Regions from separate parts of the Sminthopsis crassicaudata genome. Here region 2 is linked to region 1. Evidence: chromatin contacts called from public Hi-C data. All regions are on one chromosome and are shown on one strand. The core of a region is the stretch at or near the end of the contact, and the rest is flanking DNA. Distances in the headings are between cores, read along the strand shown.

Evidence for each region. Hi-C and Micro-C count contacts between places; a contact is called where the count stands out from the background.
Region 2: a Hi-C map of hippocampus shows a contact between it and region 1, with 5 times the contacts expected there. The contact joins the promoter of FADD here to the promoter of FGF19 in region 1. A contact is called at or near these places in 2 of 2 Hi-C or Micro-C datasets (fibroblasts and hippocampus).

The regions. Positions count from the first base shown.
Region 1 is chr6:253,863,168-253,867,129 of ASM4859323v1, forward strand. It overlaps FGF19 (fibroblast growth factor 19), which reads right to left and starts at 2,423. Exons shown (of 3, transcript XM_074275992.1): 1 at 2,198-2,423; 2 at 1,651-1,754. The coding sequence starts at 2,423.
Region 2 is chr6:254,300,454-254,304,114 of ASM4859323v1, forward strand. FADD (Fas associated via death domain) reads left to right here and starts at 1,428. Exons shown (of 3, transcript XM_074276645.1): 1 at 1,428-1,594.

The DNA of each region.
Region 1 (3,962 bases), core at 1,173-3,672:
GCAGCCATCGATGACCCCAGAAAGAGAGGAGGGTTTATAATGGCTCCCTTTGAACTCCAGCCTTTGTTGGCGGCTAATTAGGGAAGCAGCGAGCTCTGATTTTCCATGGGCCTAGCTCCTTTTCAGTGGGGGTAAGCTCTCCCACTAGGCCTGAGCTGAACAGTAAGAGGGGAGCAGTGGCAAGGCTGGCTGACAGGCCTGGAGTGTTTATTATTCTAAGATGAAGAGCCCCAGTTTGGTGGGACGGGGGGGGGGGGGCAACCGCTGGAAGCCCCAGCTTCTGGGGACAGAAGAATCGCGGAAATCTTTGAAAAACCATCCTGACAATTTGCAAGAGGCAGGATTGAAAATAGGGGGACAGGGTGAATATATAACAAAGGTGACATAATTAGCCCTCCCTTCCCGCAGCAAAGATGGGGAAGCGCTTTACATAATAATAGCCAGCATTGAAACCATGGCTTTGAAGTTTGGAACACACTTAACTCTGTGATCTCATTGGGGACTTGCAACAACTCAGCAAAGAAAGTGCTTTTCTCTCCTACACCCTCAGCCCATTTTCTTCCAGAGGAAACCGAAATTTGGAGAGCTAAGAAACAAGTCTGGAGCTCCCCCCCCCCCCAATTATCAGTAGTCACTTTCCCGAACCTGAAGGGGGCAGGGAATGTTTGGTTTCCTGCAGATCTGAGCACAGAGCCTGGGGCTTACCAGATGATGGACAGCTCCAGCTCCCCCATCCCTCGCTGCTATTATCACCCCCATTTTCTAAAGAAATCGAGGCTCAGAAAGGGAGAATGGCTAGAAAACCGTGCAGCTGGGAAGTGGCTCGGAGCTGCTGGGGCTTTTAAATTTACGATTTTATTAAAAATGCAGCAAACCCGGCTCCAACCTCGACCCCCAAGGTTCTCCAGTGGGATTTCCTGGGATGCTTAGAGAAACCAAGGAGACTTAAAGTCACAGGAAAGGACTTTCGGGGACTATCAGGGGCTCTTGCGGGCAATTAAAGCATCCGTTTTAGGATTATTTGAAGGGCTCGTTTCTGGCAGCACGCCGCAGGGACAATCACAATCTCGCTTCCGGTGCAGAAGCCACAGCTCCCGCACAAAGCCCCCGGCTCGGGGCTTTCCTGGTTTTTCGGCCCTGATTGGGAGCTGAAGCTCCAAGCCAAAGTAACACTAGCTCCTGGTTCTCAGATCTCGGGGCGGTAGTTTATCAGAACCCCTGGAAGGAGCGTCTGAGACCTTTTTCTTGCAAATAGCATCCAGCAATCCCCTCCCCCGACTAGGGCTGGAACCGGAGCCGCCAGCCTCCCAAGCTGCAGTCTGGGACCCCCGGGCTCCCCAGCCTCTTCCACACCTCCGGCAGGGCCTGGCTCCCGGCTGCTTAACACAAAGAAGCCAAATTCCTTCCCTAGCGCAGCTCCAAAGCCCGCCGAGAACTTGACATCCCTAATCTCTTTAGCGCTTCCCAGAGTCTCCAGGGAGTCAGTATCACAATTTTGCAGGTGAGGAAACTGAGGCTCGCAGCCCTCTAGTAGTTTGGAGCCCAGGGTCACACAGAGAGAGAGGAGCCGATAGCCCCAGCCCCGCCATTGGAGAGCCCGGGGAGCCAGTTACCCAAGCCCACGAGGGTCTTTCTGGGGATTTGATTTACCGATCCCTGGAGCCTCCCGGAGTCTCCCATGCACAGGTACCGAGAGCTGCGGACGCCCTTGATCGCCACGATCTGACGCGCTACCGCCTTGATCTCCAACAAACCTGAGCAAAAAGGAGACAGGTGAGCAGGGGGAGGGGGGGAGGAGTAGGGGAGAGCGCCCCGACGGGGCGTCCGAACGCAGCCCACAGGCGGGGAGACCGCGCGGCCTCAACCCAGGCTGCTGATGGAAGCGTGTGAGGGGAGTGGCGGGGACGGATGCGGCGCCACCCGCCAGAAGCCAAGGCTATCCCGGGAGCAGGACGGAGGAGCGCCCGCCGCTGGGCCCGGAGGATCGGGGCAGAGAGCCCTGCGGTCTGCTGGAGAGCCTGGACCGGCGCCCCGGGGGCTTTCGTCTGGAGGGAGGAGGGAGGGAGGGAGGGTCTGGAGTTCCCAGGAAGGGCTAGCAAGCACAGCCAAGCGTGTGCAGAGAAATTCACGTACACGCGTTCTCTCTCTCCCACGCGCGCGCGCGCACACTCACCCACACTCGGGCTCAGCAACTTACTCAGCGCGCTCTGACTCCGGCTGCCGTCCACGCGGCCGTCGCGGTGGATCCGCAGGAAGAAGCTGGCCGGCCCGTGCCGGTTGGCGGTGTAGAGGTGCCGCGCACGGATGGGGTCCCCCCAGCCGTAGTAGACGTGCGGGCCGGCGTCCACCAGCGGCCGGGCGCGCACCGTCGGGGCCATCCAGAGCGCAACCACGGTGAGCAGAGGAGTCAGCAGCAGGGCCATGGCGCAGCCGGCGGGAGCTCGGGCCGGGGCTCTCCAAGCCGCCGCTGTGGCACACGGAGCGCTGGGCACGACCCGCGCGGGCACCCCAGGCACGCGGCCGGTTCTTCCCGACGGGCGGACAGAAGGAACCAAGGCGCTGGGATGCGGAGGAAGAAGAGAACCGAGCGGCTGCAGGTGTTCACGCCTTTTATAGGGCTCCTTATCTGCCCATTGATGAGGTTTCTGCAACTATAGCTAGAGCATTTCATACCAGGGTCAAATCTCAGGGGGTCAGTCCACACCCAAATCCACTGGCGACTTTTTCACACACACACACACGTACCGCCCGCACCCCCCCACGCGCGGGGACTGGCCTTCTCTTCCCCCCCCCCCCAGTCCTTTGGGCTCCGCCCCCAGCCGGCCCTCCCACACAGGCCGTTGCAGTGGGGATGGGCGGTGTGGGGGGAGGAGGCTAGAAAGGAAGGAGGGAGAGCAACGGAAGAGGGGAAAGGGGAAGCAGGGAGAGGAAGACAAGGAGGAGAGGAGATAAAGAAGGAGAGAAGGAGGAAAAGAAATAAGAAGGGAGGGAGAAAGGGGGGAGGAAAGGGAGAGAACAAAGGAGGGAAGGAAGGAGGGAAGAAGAAAAGGAGAAACGGAAAGACTTGCTGACTGGCTGGCTCCTGGAGGCCCAGTTGTGGGTAACAAACAGTCTGCCTGCCGAGAGAAGAGAAGCTTATGGGAAGGTTGGATGTCTGAGATTGTCCAGAGGGCAAACTGGGGAGCTCAAATCCAGAGAGAGAAGGATGGCTGCCGTCTCCTCGGCCCTGCCTCCCCCCCAGCACCCCGTACCTTCCTCTACCACTCCCCTGGTGGACCACAACAAAGGAAAGCTGGCAGGGCCCAGGTGGGATGGAGATGTGGCTGGAAAGGGCTTAGACAGGGAGGAAAGGACAGGGACATCTTGGGCAAGGGCCTTTCTCTTCCCAGGCATTTGGCTGGGAATCCATAAACCCAAAACCCAAACCACAGGAACATAAACCCAAAGAGTGGTCAGTCATCCATCTGGACACCAAAGGTCCCGAGGAGCCTCCGATTACCGACACTCTGCTACTTCATCTGGCAATTGGATTTTAGAAAGTCCCCCTTAGGAACTCAGTTAATTAGAGAGAACTCCTTAAAATTAAGGAGAGGAGAGGAGACAAGAGAGGATGAGACAGAGAGAGAGAGGAGAGAGAGAGAGAGAGAGAGAGAGAGAGAGAGAGAGAGAGAGAGAGAGAGAGAGAGAGAGAGAGAGAGAGACAGAGACAGAAAGAGAGACAGAGACAGAGAGAGACAGAGACAGAGACAGAGAGACAGACAGAGACAGAGACAGAAAGAGAGAGAGAGAGACAGAGAGAGAGACAGAGAGAGAGAGAGAGAGAGAGAGAGACAGAGACAGAGACAGAGACAGAGAGACAGAGGCAGAGACAGAAAGAGACAGAAAGAGACAGAGACAGAGAGACAGAGAGAGACAGAGAAAGAGAGAGACAGAGAGAGACAGAGACAGGGACAGAGACAGAG
Region 2 (3,661 bases), core at 178-2,677, 440 kb after region 1:
AGAGGGCCGGGCCCTAGAACGCCGGAGCCAAAGCGGAAGTGAACGCGGGTGAATGGGGCTCTGGTGCCCGGAGCCCATCTCCAGGGCGTCCCTGAGGAGACGGGTGGTGGGGAACTTCCAGGAAAGGCAGCAGGAGAGCTTCAGAAACCAGTCACGCCGGCCGTCCGTCCGTCATTCAGGGAGCGGGCGTTTCCTTTCTGGCCAGAGACCCTAAAGCGATAAACCTCTGCGGTGCTGCGCATAGTCTGCCCGGGTTTTAGCCGTGTCTCGGCTGTTAGAAAAGCCCCGAGATGTGGGAGAGAGAATAAGACAGCCGGGGCCCTGGGGAACAGCTCGGTGGCCGAGCTCCAGCACGGAGGTCTCCAGCCGAGTGCCCGGCCCGACGTGGCGCCAGGCGCGGTTTTCTCAATGACTCGGAGAAGGGCCGAAGCAGGCGCCGCCATCCCGAGGGGCCCACGGCTAGAAGGACCCACGGACGCTGGGGACGGGGCTGCTTTTCCGGCTCCCCCTCCCTCTCTGACTGCTCCTTCTTGATCTCCCTGGCTGGCTCTCCCCCAGGGGCCTCCCGGGCTGGGCCTCTCCTCTTGCCCTCTGACCCACCCCACATGGAGGGGACCACGTTCAGTCTCACGGAGATGATGCTCACGCCTCCTGCCCCTCCTCGGTCTCATGGTTTGGGCCTGGGCCGAAGTCCAGCGGGCATCCCGGGCTCACCAGCACAGAAGCCAGCGCTCCCTCTCACCCTCCTCACTTCTCTGACGTATGGAGGGCGCCACATCCTCCGGACACCCCGCCTCCCCCCATTCTCCCCCTGCCCCATTCTCCCCTGCCCCATTCTCCCCCTCCCCCATTCTCCCCCTGCCCCATTCTCCCCCTGCCCCATTCTCCCCTCCCCCATTCTCCCCCTGCCCCATTCTCCCCCTGCCCCATTCTCCCCCCTGCCCCATTCTCCCCCTCCCCCATTCTCCCCCTGCCCCATTCCCACCCCTGCCCCACTCTCCCCCTGCCCCATTCTCCCCCTGCCCCATTCTCCCCTGCCCCATTCTCCCCTGCCCCATTCTCCCCTGCCCCATTCTCCCCCCTCCCCCATTCTCCCCCTGCCCCATTCCCACCCCTGCCCCACTCTCCCCCTGCCCCACTCTCCCCTGCCCCACTCTCCCCCTGCCCCACTCTCCCCTCCCCCATTTTCTCCCCCTGCCCCATTCTCCCCTGCCCCATTCTCCCCCTGCCCCATTCTCAATCCGGTAGTTGCCGCTGGGGTTTCTCCCTTCACCTGACAGCCGGGCAGGGCTCGGAGCTCCTTGGCCCGAGAGGAGGCAGAGGCCCTTGGAGGGACGGGCTGCAGACGTGGTCTTGGAGTGCCCTCTGGTGGCCCGGTCGGGGCTGCCCCAGCCCAGTCTCCGCCCCAGAACCCAGCAGGAAATCCCCAAGTCTGGCCCGGCCCAGGTCACCCGCAGGAACCAGGAAGTCGGGGCCCTTCTTCGGAGGAAGGCCTGCTTTCCGACTGGGGGGCCCGGCCTTCCCGATTTTGCCTCCCCCTGGACCTCTCCACCCACGTGGCCCTGCGGAGTTGGCATTGGTGGGCACCAGGTGGGTGAGTGGGGCTGTCTGCTGCCCGGGCTGAGGGGGGAGGGCTTCTGGGAAAGTCCAGACCAGTGGGGGGGGGGGGAGGAAAGCACCCAAGAGGCTCGACAGGACCCCAAAGTGAGAGCAAAGGGACAAGAAAGGGGCAAAGTCTGGGGGCAAGCAATCAGCCAACCAGCACTGATCCCTGGGAAGGAAATCCCAGCCAGTCCCGGGCCGATCTGAAGGAAATCCAAGCCGGGAGTTGAGGAATGAGCCATCCCGGCAAGTCTCTTAGAAGACATCGCTGAAATTCTAGGATCCGTTAGGGATCCGAAGGGAGCGCTAGGAACTTTGGGGATTAACCCTTTCCTGGCGTCCCAGCCTCTGACCCCCAGAATCACCCACTGAGTCATGGGATAGAGTGGGGAGAGGAGAGAGATTCTAGAGCCATTGACGGGAGCCTGAGGTTGGGAGGGTCTGGGACAGTCCCTGCAAGAGGAAAAAGGGAAGGCTCCAAACCTGCTCCCGGCAGGGGGTCCTGTCTCGGGGCTTGGACTGTGGGCGGCTTTTCTGGCAGCTTTTTAGGGGATTCGCTTCTCCAGGGCAGATATTCCTTCGGTTGATAGATTTTTTTTCTCTGCTGAGGCAATTGGGGTTAAGTGACTGGCCCAGGGTCACACAGCCAGGACGTGCTCAATGTCTGAGGCCAGATTGGAACTCGGGTCCTCCTGACTTCAGGGCTGGTGCTCTCTCCACTGCGCCCCCTAGCCGCCCCTCGGAATAAATCTTAATACAATTCAAGTTTGTTGTGTGAGTAACCAGCTGGAGTGCTGAGAGCTATTTAAACCTTATCGCTCTAATGAGAACATCAGATAGGAAATTTCTAGACCAGAGAATGTTCATTTGTCCATACTTCCTTCTGCTCCTCTCCTCATCTCCATCAGATAGTTGGATATTGCCCAAAACAGGCTGAAGGAGGAACCTAAAACATAAATTGCGAGCCCCCGACTAGTAGAATGAGACTTTGCAGTTGTAAACTTGAGAGCTGCAATAGGATTATTAGGCTCATACTAACAGATGCCTTTTAAATTGGCCAAGACTCTGCCATCATTTAACTTCTGGTGCTCCTCTGGTTCATTCTTCATCTCAGATTCAGGTTCCAGAGAGGGAAGAAAGTCCAGTTTAACACCTATGTTTGCCTTGTGATGTGGGCTAGCAAACTGTCATGTTGATATATTTAGGAAATTCTAAAGCAAACTGAAGAATCGGGAAATTCTGAACCAATTCTTGAGTTTTGTATTTATAATCATCCCATCTTATTACTAACTTTCCACCAAAACCAAAATCTAGTTATTTACTTTTAGCTGAGAATAAGATTCTGCTAAGGAATATCAACAAACATTTTGTTTATAAGAAGTGAGCTTGAATATAAAAATGAATTAATTTGAAATGAATTGAGTTGTAACAAAGATTCTGGGATGGGATGTGTAAATACATTGACTAATTTCAAAACCATACATATCAATTAAACTGTTTATAATAAAATATGTTTGCCCTTCAGTACCCAAGTGGTAATTCTAACTAAATAATAAAGCCAAATAAAAGTAACTTTTCCCATTTAGGTAACATTTAAGTAATGGATTTCATTAATTACTTTCCTCCAGCAGAGGTTCTCAAACTACAGCCCACGGGCCACATGCGGCTGCTGAGGACGTTTTTGCAGCCCGCTGGGTTATGGCAAATGGGCTGAGGGACGGAGACAGAGTGTGAGCTTTTGTTTTTACTACAGTCTGGCCCTCCCACAGTCTGAGGGACAGGGAACTGGCCCCCTATTTAAAAAGTTTGAGGACCACTGCTGGGAATCGTTTGCATCAAAATCATTTTCTCCAAAATAAAACTGAAGATGTTTCTGATTTTGTCTTAATTAATAGAATACAGAGTGGTCCCATAAACCTATTATTCTTATATTAAACCAATATTATATTAAATATTATATATATATATATAATATATAAATATATATATTAAACCCATAAACCAATTATTCTTATATTAAAGACCTTATTTTCACACACACACACACACACACACACAC